4 separate regions of the Mus musculus genome follow, and all the other regions are linked to region 1. A link is a contact called in public HiChIP or PLAC-seq data. All regions are on one chromosome and are shown on one strand. Each heading gives the region's core, a stretch centred on a gene start, on an enhancer-like site or on the middle of the called end of the contact. The rest is flanking DNA. Distances are from core to core; before and after follow the strand shown. Region 1 has its middle 32 kb from the start of Gm39834. Region 2 overlaps Pla2r1 (phospholipase A2 receptor 1). Region 3 overlaps Pla2r1 (phospholipase A2 receptor 1). Region 4 overlaps Rbms1 (RNA binding motif, single stranded interacting protein 1).

Region 1 (2,933 bases), core at 248-2,747:
TAGCAGATTAAAAGAAAACAGACAACCTAAGTGATTTACTTTTAAAACCCATGCAAGAGGGATGGCTCAGCAGGGTGTTCTGACCTTGCTGAGGAGAGGACCTGAGTTCAGTTCATAGCACCCACTATGACAGCTCATGACTACTATATATAACTCCACCTCGTGTGTACTCTTCTGGTCCTTGCACACTCTACTCACGCGAAATACCTTCCCATAGAAAAATACTTAAAAAAAAAAGGTCTTTAAAAAAATCAGTGCAACGTGTGATATATTTATTAGGTATTTTTATCCACAAGTAGTTCTGAGTCGGGCTTAGGAAGGCAGACTCTGCCTCTTATCAGCTAGCTTTGCATCACCTATTATGGGATGCTAGAGCACCACCACTGGAAGGCTCTTAGAGGCCAGGTGGTAAACGCAGGCCATGGATCAGCAGCATCAGCATTACCTAGGAGTCTGTAAGAATTTCAAAGCCTGGACCTTACCTTACCCCAGGTTAGAATTTGCATCTTAATGAGATCCCCAGGTGCACATTAAAGTTTCTGAAACACAGCTGTTCAGTTGGTCTGGTTTTCCTTCAGATTTTCAAACAAAAGAAACCGCAGTCCAGAGAGAGCAAGGACAAGAGCCGGGAAGAGAATCTGACCTTTTTATTTTATGGCTTGTGTGTAGGACCATGCACCACCCACCTCCAGCATCCCGATGACAGCCGCAGCCCAGACTACCCCCATCTCAGCTCTGTGAGAGCTTCGGCATTCTTCATCAGGAAGAGAATAGTCTTTCTGAGTCTTCCTCCAGAAACTCCTCCCTCCCTTCTTATTCCCAGTATCCTCTAAGGATACTCAGCTTTCAAAATGCAGACTTCCAAATTTTCGTAATAAAATGAACTAAAAACTCTTTGGGGAGGAAAGTGATTTTCCCGTTGCATTTGTTTACTCTCGGTGAGCTCCTGAGACGGCTAACACACTAGTTGTTAATCACACCATCTGTTCAAACGGCACTGTGGAACCATTACATTCATCCTTTCTTCTTTTTACGGAAAAAAAAATTTCAGAACACTATGTTTGCGTCTGTTTTGCTCCATCACCTGGCAGTGTAGTGTAAGCTAGTTAATCTTTCCAGTTGAAAATAACTTTCAATTGGCAAATACGTATTTTTAATGTTCATATATCACATACACAGACTCCTCCCCCCCCCAAAATGTGTCCTTTGACATTCCAAACATGGAAAACGCTAAAAGAAAAAGAAAATCTGTTACAGACTGTATGCTTGTCAAAGTTTTAAGCATTTGATTATATTTAAATGAAGCATTCAGGACGATGATTTGTCTGACTGACCCGGAAAATATTTTCCCCGTTGGCCCTGAAGATGGCAGTGCTGTGCAGTTTAGAACAGCTCTTCGTTTCCCCCCCCCCCCCCCACCCCCCCGCCTCACCTCCCCCCCTAAGGAATTTCTGGAATGGCAGAAAGTGGGGGAGGATCCACCAGATCTGAACCTTCTAACACTTAGCACAAACCTCTCCTGAACCCTGGGACAATCTGGTTTGTCTTTCAGTCTCTTTGTTTTTGTTTAAGACTGTACCTTATTCGTTTCCTGTTTCCAGTCGCAATAGAAATGGGACTAGTTGAACGATTATTCCCATGTCGCGGGTAGCCAAGGAAGCGACTATAGCTTACCGAGAAGCTGGTTTGCAACAGCCTGCCTTTTTTTTTTTTTTTTCTTTAATTCTAACAAAGGCTTTACCCAAGATAAACTGAATACTAGAGGTTTTGAGAGCCCACTGGGACCACATCTCTGGCAGCCTCCCTCCGTCTCCTAACTCGGGACGCCTGTTGTATCACATTCTTTACATTTTATTAGCAGGGACTAGAAGAGTCGGTTTGGGGCAGCATATACCAAAGGCGGTCTCTTGACCCTGTCATTGTGAGGTGTTGGCGGGGAGAGAGAGGGAAGAGGCGTGTATATGCCTAACTTTGGGGACTCTTAAAATAGGGTTGTTTAACTAGCCAGAAAAGACTTATTGAAAACAAGCACACGAGGGCTCTTATGTGACATTCTGTCACCAATAAACCAGTAGTGCTTATGTCCTCTGAGCCAACTTCCCCCACCCCCACCGTGGCAAATGCCTCAGCAGTATCTAATTTAACCTTCACCACCACTGTCTGAGGCAGACACAACATCCCTTTGCTGGAGGTTTTTGCCTTTATACGTGGAAACTAAGGTCATGAGACTAGATAAAATTGTTGGGCTTTACATTTTGAACTCTAGAATATGCTGAAGCATTCATCGCCTTGAATTTTGGTTCAATGGAGAGATAACAAAATATTAAGCCCTTATCAATGAAGCATATTTGGTACCCACTTAATGATAAAGAAAAGGAGAGGCCAAGGCTCTAGTACGTCATTCTACCAAGGGCTACACAATTGCAGAGAAGCCAAGCCCCCAGGAAACATACCATTTGTTTTGAAAAAAAAAGGGGGGGGGTGGTTCTAGATAGAAGACTGTATGATGTTAGGCATCTTAATCTAGTGCAACATCTTTAAAGATGAGGGCAACTTAAGAATCGTTCCCTATCTTTTTTCAAAATTTCCACTTGGAGTTTTCAAAGTCAAAGTTTCCCCTCCCCCATCCATCTTGTACTACAAAACAACCATCTCTCTCCCCTTGTGGCGCCTCTCCTACCCCCCCTTCCCCACTTCTCTCCTCTCTCCTCCTCTTCTTCTTCTCTCTCTCCCCCCTTCTTTCCCCTTCCCTTCTCCCTCTCTCTGGCTAAGAGTGCAAAGCAGCTGGGGTGGAAGGTGAAAGATAAAAGCACAAGGATAATCTATCTGTTAGTATTTCAAAATTGTTACTGCGACCAGAAAGAAGGCAGTGTTTACCCTTCTCCCCCAAATGCCTTGGGCGGAGATCACGTCCTACAGAGATTAGACTAATT
Region 2 (2,933 bases), core at 298-2,797, 900 kb after region 1:
TTTCCTTGATTTGTTCTTGTTTTGCTCACCAACCCCTTGAGGTGCAGCAAGGGAATGGGTATGACGCTGAATGTCTACCTTCCATAGGTAAGCAGAGGATTCCTATACGCCTCCCCACTAATGCTGAGTTTGCTTGAGCCCATATAGCTTGGCATGTTGACTCTCTACATGCACCTGTTTCAAAAGAAATTTTTAAATTTCTTCTTCTTCTTCTTTGATTTATTGCCTGTTCAAAAACAAGTCATTTAATTTCCATGAGTAAGTATTAGCTTCCTCTTTCTCATTTTTGAATTCTAGTTTTATTGCATTGTGTTGGGGAAAAAAAAGTAGTTGATGTGATTTCAGTTTTTGTCGATTTGTCAATGCTTGTCTTGTGACCAGGAACATTATCTGTCATGGAGAATAATTTATGCTGATGAGGGAAATTGTGAATTAGGCAGCTGCTGGAATGTTCTGTAGATGTCTCTAGGGGCATTTGGCCAGGGTTGCAATTTGATTTTGCAGTTGTGTGGTTGGCTTATAGTGTGGACAGTCTGTATATCACTAAATATGAGGTGCAAATTGCCAACTACTAGTGTATTAGAGTCTCTCTCTTCCCTTAAGTCTGCTAATTTATACCTTATGTATTTTTTAAAAATCTAATATGCTTCTATCAAGCAGCTGTTTTAATTTTTATGGAAGGTCTCCCAGACTGATTACTAGCTAGTCCATTTCTAAAACTTTCTTTTGTCTAACAGACACAGGCATGGCTTCCTGAAAACTTCCAATACTTATTGTAATGCAGCAGTGTCTAGCCACTAAAGGACTGTTTATCTTGCCTTTCCTAATCTAGTTTTGTTCATGCCAATCCTTCTAGAAATACTATTCTGGATGCCTGTTTTCTCTGGGCCATTTGTCACCAGATAATGCTCACGTCCAATTGGCTAAGAGCTTGGCATTGGTACCTTGTCACTCTTATTAGGCAGTAATCCAAGTCAGCTTTTACCCAGTGTAGTTAGTACGTTGTTCAAAAGGAACTAAGAGAGTATCTAGAGAGAGGAGTCTGCCCCCATGAGCCAGCTACACCCAAATGCATCACTCACTGTCAGACACTGAAGGGTTCTGCCCAGTTCTACACAGTCACCAAGAATCGACCTAAGTCATAGCCATGGCCACCAGGCTGTGCTGCAATAGGAAGCTCTATGCTAGCCTTCCCTCTGCTCTCTAGCAGATGGCATCCTGACCTCTGCCTTGCCTCCTGAAGGCCAGTTTTGCTACAGCCAGCTTCCTGGACAAATGCAAGACTCAGCCTACAGTTAATAGCTTTATGGTGGGAGTTGCAGGGCTCTGCTTAGCACTGGGTTTCACCAGGGGAGCCCTGGTGCTGGGTCTCAAACTACACTTAATTTGGTCTTCCCCTGGTAAGAGGAGTCTCTGTGCTGTGGGGCTTGGAGGTGGGGAAAGGATCAAAGGCTTTCCTTCCTGCTGTCCTCACTGCCTTCCCATTTGCTCATACTAAAAGGGGCCGCTATAGCATCCTACCTGCTATTCTTAGCTCTTCTGAAGAAAGTCTGGTGAAACTCAAGGGAGGAGTTTTGTACACTCATCCTGCATGACATCATAGATACCACAGCGACCCAGGAGAATGAGAAAATGAAACTTCATCCTCTGTGCTCTAAAGGAAGTGAACAGAATTTTAGGCTCTTTTAGCTCCAGGATAAGGATACCTGCCCTGTATAAAATCCTTGGAATACCATTTAAATTATGTTTCATAACAGCCTTTTTATAATATGAAATCATTTTTAAATAGGCAGACCAGTTACAGTCTCTCTCTCCCCCTCCCCCTCTTCTCTCCCCCTTTCTCTCCCTCCCTCTTCTCTCCCCTCCCTCCCTCTCTCTCTCTGTTTGTATATATGTGTATGTTTCTATGTATATATTTATATATGTATGTGTACTGTGTGTGCCCAGTGCTTATGTTAAAAAAAAGGGGCTCCAGATCCTCTGAGCTAGAGTGACAGGTGGTTGTAAGCCACTGTGTGGGTGCTAGGAACCAATTCTGTGTTTTACTTGCTAAAAGTGATCACACTCATGACTCTATAAAGGATATTGGGTAGCACTGGCAGTAATTGTGCAAATGCTGTTCTTTGTGTTGATTTATAAAGAAAAGGACTCCTGGAAATACCATGCCACTCACTGTGATCCTGACTGGACTCCCTTCAATCGTAAATGCTACAAACTTAAGAAAGACAGAAAGAGCTGGCTTGGGGCTCTGCACTCTTGCCAATCGAATGACAGCGTGTTGATGGATGTAGCTTCGTTGGCAGAGGTGGAGTTTCTTGTAAGCCTCCTTAGGGATGGTGAGTACTAAAGACTTTGCCTCAAGGTCTATGAAATAGTATAAGTAACTACCTTTTAATTAGAGTTGAAAACAAGTTAAATTATTTTAAAGTGATAATTTATGGTGTATATATATGATATATACACTAATATATATGGAATATATATTTAAACATAAAGTCAAAATTTCTGAAAAATACACAGAAACACAATTCACTGGATTTTTTAAGTCATATATTCAGAAGCTATGTAACATATTTACATTTGTCAAATAGATATGTGGTTTTTTTTTTTTTTTGGCCCAACCTATACAACCCAACCCATACACCTAAGGCTTCGGAAAAATTATGGAAGAAGGAACAGAAAGATTCTGAGAGCCAGAAAACCAGGATGTCTGCTGTGAGATGCTGCTTATAGATATGATAGGGAAGTGGCACACATGAAATCTTAACAATATAGCTGACTAAACAAGATCTGTGTAATGACAACACCAGTTGATGACAACATAGATAGGGGAAGTCTCACAGAGTCCTAGATGAAGAGCTATAGCCAATCAATGGCTACAGAGAGATGAAGGATCAGTTTTCTTCAGGGATGAGAGGTGATTCAGTCCCAAA
Region 3 (2,933 bases), core at 131-2,630, 870 kb after region 1:
ATATATATATACATATATATATATATATGGTATAATCTTATATGTAAAAGGAACACACTGAGCTTGTTGTCATGTTGAGACTTCTGGAAAATTTTAGTAGTTTTCTTACTTATAGTAAAAGGATTATTGGAATCTTGGAAAAGATGCAATAAAGAAATGACTATCTCGGAATTTAAAGATACCGAAGGAAAGTACTTAACTAGCTTTGGGGATCAATACAAAGAAGAACCAGCAAGAGAGAAAAAGAGGAGGGAAAACAGAACGTAACACGTTAGAAGGGAAGGTTTTCACACTGCCAGGTATAATGCACCCACTTGGCACTGCTTCTCTGACAGTAGAAATTCAGCCCCACCCTGGGGGTGTGTCTCTGGGGGCATTCAGATGCTTCTAAGCCTGACTGTCGTCCCTATGACAGTCATGCTACAAGGTGCTGGAAGATAAATGAGACACTATTGTCAAGGGTTATTTGTTGCGCACCAAGCATGGACTGTGGGAGGCATGATTTATAGGGAGACTTTCATTTTCTACAGTTCTCTTACTTTTTGACATTTTTTTAAAACGGAAAAAGAATGGAAGATACAGAAATAAAGCTACACAGTAAAATGCTGACACGTGTGTTCTGTCCCTCCACAGATCTAGTCATTTGTACACTCATCCTTCCATCTGGCACTCATTATTTTTTCTTGAGCGCTGACTATGGATCAGGCACAATGTTAGGCACTTGTACGAAGGCCAAGACAGACGTCGTCCTTCTCCTCAGGGTTAGAAGTGCAGCAAGAAAGTCCTAAGTCCTAAGGCAGGACCTTCTGTTGCTGATGTGAGTGAAGAGTCAGAGCCAAGGCTAAGACGTTTTTCTAGGCTTGCATACCGCAATAAAGCAAGAGCTTTATCAGCATGCTGACACCCGCACGATTCTCGGGAAGAGCTTGATGCTTGCTTTATGTTAGCATTTTAACCCTCGGCCCATACTGACAACACCCATGCTGTTTAGTGAAAAACAGGGGACTGAAAGAGATAAAAGGCTGGGTCCTGAAATATCTCTAATTCCTATGAAAATTGGCAATGTGCTGTGAACTCGGTTAGGCCCTTGCCAGTTGTGAGACTGTACAGAAATGTCCATAGCTGACCCCCTTGTCTAGATGAAGACCAGATGACCTCATTGATACCCACATCCTAGAAATTGCCAGCTGAATCCTGGGGGGCTTTAATTGTCACAGTGGCCAAGGATGGTGGAGTCTAAGCAAGTAGTCAGCAGATCAGCTCTGCATGGCCATCTTGATGAGAATAGGAACTAGAAACTGGTCGGGTGGGTTGAGGTTCTGAGAATGTCTTTGCTGGAGACCTGGAATGCCAGAGGAATGTTGATTCCTGCTTCTCTTTCATCTCCAAAAAGGGCAGGTGAGGCTATGGTAACTGCCTGACAGACCAAGAGGAGGTGCGGAACACCTTGTGGTTGGGCAACTAGACTGACCAGTTCGCCTTTCTCTTCGTATCTCAGCCCAGTTTTGTCCATAAGTCCTTTAAAGGGCCCAGACTGGCAGCTGGATGGTACCTGGTTTCCTAGGAGCCTTCCTGCGTTATAGCCCTGCCCACCACTGCCACCCCTTAAGCCCTCACCTGTGAATCTAAAAATAGGTTTCTAAAACTCTCCCTCTTTGGCTGAAATCTTTGAATTTCAGTCTTTGAATTCGGGAGACAAGCACTGTCTGAGAGCACTGGGTGAAAAGCAGCTGTGCTGGCCACGTCCGAGACCCTAGCAACCCTAGAAGGACACTCCTGTTACCAAGGAAACCTCAATATTGCTATGGATAGAAGCTGACTCACTGGTTAGCCCGAGTTGCTCTCTCCATTCGGACTGTCACAGTGTACCCAGTGATATTGTGTTTTTTGGGTTTTTTTTTGTTTTGTTTTGTTTTTTCTTTTTAAGAATAGAAGTCTGATTTGTCACTTTCTCATTTGAAACCTGCCAGTGACTTCCCACCACCCTCAGAATAAAGACAGAAGTACATAACAGCAATCGGAGAAACTGCTTCCGGGAGTCCACTCCCTGGGGCCGTCTTTATTCCACAAGCACTCCTTTCTCCAGCTCTTTAGACTTGATGCTCCTTCTGCAGGGACAATTTCTTTCCCCAGACGAGCATCCTCACTTACTCAATGTCCTCACAGAGGTTTTACAACAACCATCAGATGCTGGGGACACTCCACTACACACACGATCTTCTCATCCTGTTTTATTCCGTCATGAGATTTATTATTACTCGAAACTCTATGTTTGCGTATTTGCTATCACTTCTTATCTCTCCACCAAGCCACTTTGTTAGCAAAAAGAAACTTCTACGGTGCACTACCATATTCCCAGTGCAGGATATGTTCATGATCAATAAGTACTCATTTTTTAATTTTAAAGGATTTATTTATTCTTATTTTATGCATGAATGCTTTGCCTGCATGGATGTATGTTTACCACATGCATCCCTGGTGCCCACAGAGGCCAGAAGAGGGCATTGTATCCCCTGGAACTGGAGTTATGATGGTTTTGAGTCACCATGTGGGTGCTGGGAATCAAACCCAGGTGCTCTGCAAGAGGAAGAATTGCTATAAAACATTTCACCATGTTGCCAGCCCCCCTAAATATCTATTGGCTGTTGTGAAAATTCCTTCCCTGGGGAGACATAACCATCTACCCCCTACATAAGATCCCAATGACAAACCAATGGTCTCTGGAGACTACCAAAGTTAACCCCGAGCAAGCAATGCTTTGTTAGGCTTCTTACATAGCATGGGTGAGGGGGCATAGCCTGGAGCATGGGTGAGCCAAAAGCAGCCATACTGGAAGGTCTGTGATTAATGTGAATGATAGCTCTGCCAGGCTGCATGAGTGAACCCCTCGTCCTTTGGCCTTCCCCAGCCTATGCACTCAAATGCCTCTGTGA
Region 4 (2,933 bases), core at 269-2,768, 540 kb after region 1:
AGCATTGGGTTTGTGTGATTTGTGCATATTTTAAGGGCACAATATTTGCTGATTCTATTCAGTTTCTTTCAAAAAAATTTTTTTTCTTTACTGTATTTAAAACAGGAATTTAGTCAGGCCCAGTTTTCAAAAACCGCACCCAACATGTGAAGTTAGGCATACTTAGTAGTCACTGTCTCAGCAAGCTTCTGTCTGTCCCTGTTTGGCAGCACTAAGTGTCAGGAAATACACCTTAGGTGCTCTGCACTTTCTGCCCAAAATGAGGTCACTGGATTTTTCAAGGGAGCCGGTTTTGTTTGTTTTGACCTAGGGAAGCACGTAGAGTTGTAACCTAGAGAATTGGACATTGAACTCGTGGCATGCCAGTTCGGGGGAAGCTGTGGAAACTCTCAGGTCTGAACGATGTCAGAGCAAGGAAATAGAAAATGCTCAGCTCAGCTTGGCTCAGGATCTGGAGGGTGTGTCCAGGGAGGGTGAAGTTTTAGGACAGGAGAAGCCTTTTCCTGTTGTCTCTCAAGTGTCATCTGAAGAGAGTCAGGAGGCAGAGTCTGTGGGGAATTAGGGACAGTGGTAGCTGCTTTGTAAAGGACATAGACACAGAGCCCAAAGTACCCCAAGTATGCAAATGCATCTTAGGGACCGTGGACAGGACCAGGCATAACACCAGGACCTCTGAATTTCAGGGGCAGTCTGCACTCAGCTCTGCTCTCTCCTCTTTTACTATTTCTTAAGTGTGGCTGGTCATAATCAAAATCTCAAACATGAAAACAATTGTCTCTGTGTTATGTATTCCCAACATGATGGGGACATCCAGGGCTCTGTGGGTGATTTAGAAACTTGTAGAAATCTGAGGAGCTCCTCATAGGGTTTACTGTGTCTTCTCAGTGGTAGAAAAATGCACTGTCACACACTAGTAATCTATAAGCCTAGAGGTAACAGAGACAGGAAACATATATGTGTGGTGGAGAATGACAGGTTCCTGAGCAAGTGAGTCAGAATTGACTCTAAAGAAAAACAGGGACTCTTCACTTAAAGCTGATGTAAGAAAGTTCCTTGGAACCCTCATTAGCCTGAGCCCTGGCAGAGCTAAACTCATCTCCTAGAGACCTGCGAGTGAGTGTCTGCAGGAAAGGGCTTCGGGAGAGTCTGCATTGGTGCTGAGCCGGCAGAAGCTTCAGGGCCACTGTGATTCCAGGACCCAGCTGAAACTCAGAGACCCAGGATGGGGAATGACTTCTGTTTCCTTGTTTTCTTTCTCGACACCTTATTTTGCCCTGTACATTTTTACGTAATTCCCTAGTGTGTGTGTGTGTGTGTGTGTGTGTGTGTTGGGATCCAGGAGTCTTGTGGGAAAGATAGAGCAAGAAGCAGAGATTCCAAAGCATCGCAGAGACCGTGTACAGGGATGGCAATGAATTGGCATTTTCCTCCTCTGCTGCCCTTTCTCCTCATCCTCTCTGCTGTCACCCTAGGCAGGGCTGCTTCTTTGGCAGCAGATCCAGTGCAGCTTCACTCCACTGTCAACAGGCAGGTTGGCAGTCTAGGCAAGAGGCCAGGAGGCCATGGTGTGCAGCTCCTCCCACCATCCCCAGACACTCAGCATCTGTTCACTTAACTTTACAGTAAATGCATTACTGAGTATTTTAGGGGGAAAATTAGTGATTCAAAGCTTTTACTAAACTGTAGAGGCTTACCCAGATCTTACTCACCCCTCTTTTTTTTTTCCTCTCCTTTTTCATTTTAATGGAGTTTTAGGACTGGTCGCGCCATTTTAAGTTCTTACCTTCTTGCCAGCAAAGGTCGATCACACAGTACACTGGGTAGAGGGAAAATATCCTTAGTGGTAGTGGAAGATGTAAATTTCTGGCCTTTTGTACTATTGGCCTTCAAGCTTGAGAAGAGCACAGACAGAGCAACCCTAATGGAGCCCATGCCCGTGTCTAATACCCCTCCACCCATGCTAGTCTCCACTTCAGGTATTAGAAGGTATGTGCTGGAATTCCAGGATTTTAGAGAGGCTCTAGCCAATGCATGTGTACTTAGGACTTACAGGTCATTGGACTAACCAATGAGAAGGTCCAGGCAGTCTAGTGGTTTTGAGGATAGCCTTTCCTAGGGAGCCACGCCCCATCCCACCCCACCCCCACCCGCCTCTCATATTTTGCCACTTGAACTCAGTGTGATTTGTTCCACTCTGTTTTTAATGTGCTTGTGCAAAGGAGCTTGAGAGTAGGAGGTGGGAGACTGGACCAGCACTGTGTATAGGTCACTTTTAATATTAGAACTGGCTGTGGCATATTTAGAGAGAGGCCTGGGAAAGATGGGCTTGGCACAGACTATACTGGCAGAGCACTTCCTACTAGCTTGACATCTTCCTGAGGCTCTGTTGTCTGTACTTACACAATGTCTTGATGGACCTTGAGTTGGAATGGAATCAGTGACCCAGGCTTCATGTTACACACATCAAGACTAAGAGAAAAGTTAGTTTGCCAAGGGCAAACAGAATGTGGTCATGGTGACATCTGAACTCCAGCAGTCTGCTTCCAGAGTCCACTCTTACGCACGTTCGCAACTGGCCAGGAAAGATGCAACAAACCAGAATCTTCTGCGGCAAAGCTTTATTGCTTACTCAGGAGCAAGAGAGGAAGAGTGCGGCAGAGAGAAGCAGAGAGGAAAAGAGAGAGAGACGCAGAGAGAGACGCAGAGAGAGGGGCAGAGAGGGAGAGAGGCAGAGAGCAGAGGAAGAGAGCAGAGGAAAAGACGAAGAGAAAGAGACGAAGAGAGAAGAGACGAAGAGAGGGAGTGCCAGAACCCCGTCCCTTTTAAGGAGAATTATCTTCCGCCTAGGACATGTCATTCCCTGATTGGCTGCAGCCCATCGGCCCAGTTGTCATCACGAGAAAGGCAGAGCACATGGCGGGAAAACTGCCCCT

Evidence for each region. HiChIP or PLAC-seq counts read pairs in DNA pulled down with a chosen protein or histone mark.
Region 2: a contact with region 1 is called in an H3K4me3 HiChIP or PLAC-seq map of bone marrow-derived macrophages, with 6 times the contacts expected there. The contact joins two enhancer-like sites. A contact is called at or near these places in 1 of 484 Hi-C or Micro-C datasets (the N1E-115 cell line) and 3 of 115 datasets of contacts at active chromatin or transcription factors (bone marrow-derived macrophages, embryonic stem cells and extraembryonic endoderm stem cells).
Region 3: a contact with region 1 is called in an H3K27ac HiChIP or PLAC-seq map of stem cell-derived epiblast-like cells, with 6 times the contacts expected there. The contact joins two enhancer-like sites. A contact is called at or near these places in 8 of 39 promoter capture datasets (the 3T3-L1 cell line, cranial neural crest, frontonasal cranial neural crest and 4 more), 1 of 484 Hi-C or Micro-C datasets (cortical neurons), 2 of 115 datasets of contacts at active chromatin or transcription factors (embryonic stem cells and stem cell-derived epiblast-like cells) and 1 of 9 other capture datasets (embryonic stem cells).
Region 4: an H3K4me3 HiChIP or PLAC-seq map of bone marrow-derived macrophages shows a contact between it and region 1, with 7 times the contacts expected there. The contact joins two enhancer-like sites. A contact is called at or near these places in 1 of 15 datasets of contacts at CTCF or cohesin (stem cell-derived epiblast-like cells), 13 of 484 Hi-C or Micro-C datasets (the C2C12 cell line, the HL-1 cell line, the N1E-115 cell line and 8 more), 19 of 115 datasets of contacts at active chromatin or transcription factors (bone marrow-derived macrophages, craniofacial prominence, embryonic basal ganglia and 11 more) and 1 of 9 other capture datasets (embryonic stem cells).

The regions. Positions count from the first base shown.
Region 1 is chr2:61,400,900-61,403,832 of GRCm38.p6, reverse strand. No RefSeq gene overlaps it. Among named protein-coding and RNA genes, the nearest start is that of Gm39834, 32 kb to the right of the region's middle. Within about 2 kb of position 1,497, at least 177 of the 459 cell types and tissues checked have an H3K27ac peak or open chromatin away from gene starts, as enhancers often do. A contact at or near this core is called in the C2C12 cell line, the HL-1 cell line, the N1E-115 cell line and 6 more, where this site is marked.
Region 2 is chr2:60,503,530-60,506,462 of GRCm38.p6, reverse strand. Pla2r1 (phospholipase A2 receptor 1) reads left to right here. Exons shown (of 30, transcript NM_008867.2): 7 at 2,142-2,336. Among named protein-coding and RNA genes, the nearest start is that of Gm13583, 46 kb to the left of the region's middle. Within about 2 kb of position 1,547, at least 60 of the 459 cell types and tissues checked have an H3K27ac peak or open chromatin away from gene starts, as enhancers often do. A contact at or near this core is called in bone marrow-derived macrophages, where this site is marked.
Region 3 is chr2:60,531,543-60,534,475 of GRCm38.p6, reverse strand. The region is part of intron 2 of Pla2r1 (phospholipase A2 receptor 1); the gene reads left to right. Among named protein-coding and RNA genes, the nearest start is that of Gm13583, 18 kb to the left of the region's middle. Within about 2 kb of position 1,380, at least 12 of the 459 cell types and tissues checked have an H3K27ac peak or open chromatin away from gene starts, as enhancers often do. A contact at or near this core is called in stem cell-derived epiblast-like cells, where this site is marked.
Region 4 is chr2:60,862,641-60,865,573 of GRCm38.p6, reverse strand. All of the region lies in intron 1 of Rbms1 (RNA binding motif, single stranded interacting protein 1), which reads left to right. Among named protein-coding and RNA genes, the nearest start is that of Rbms1, 17 kb to the left of the region's middle. Within about 2 kb of position 1,518, at least 89 of the 459 cell types and tissues checked have an H3K27ac peak or open chromatin away from gene starts, as enhancers often do. A contact at or near this core is called in the C2C12 cell line, the HL-1 cell line, the N1E-115 cell line and 5 more, where this site is marked.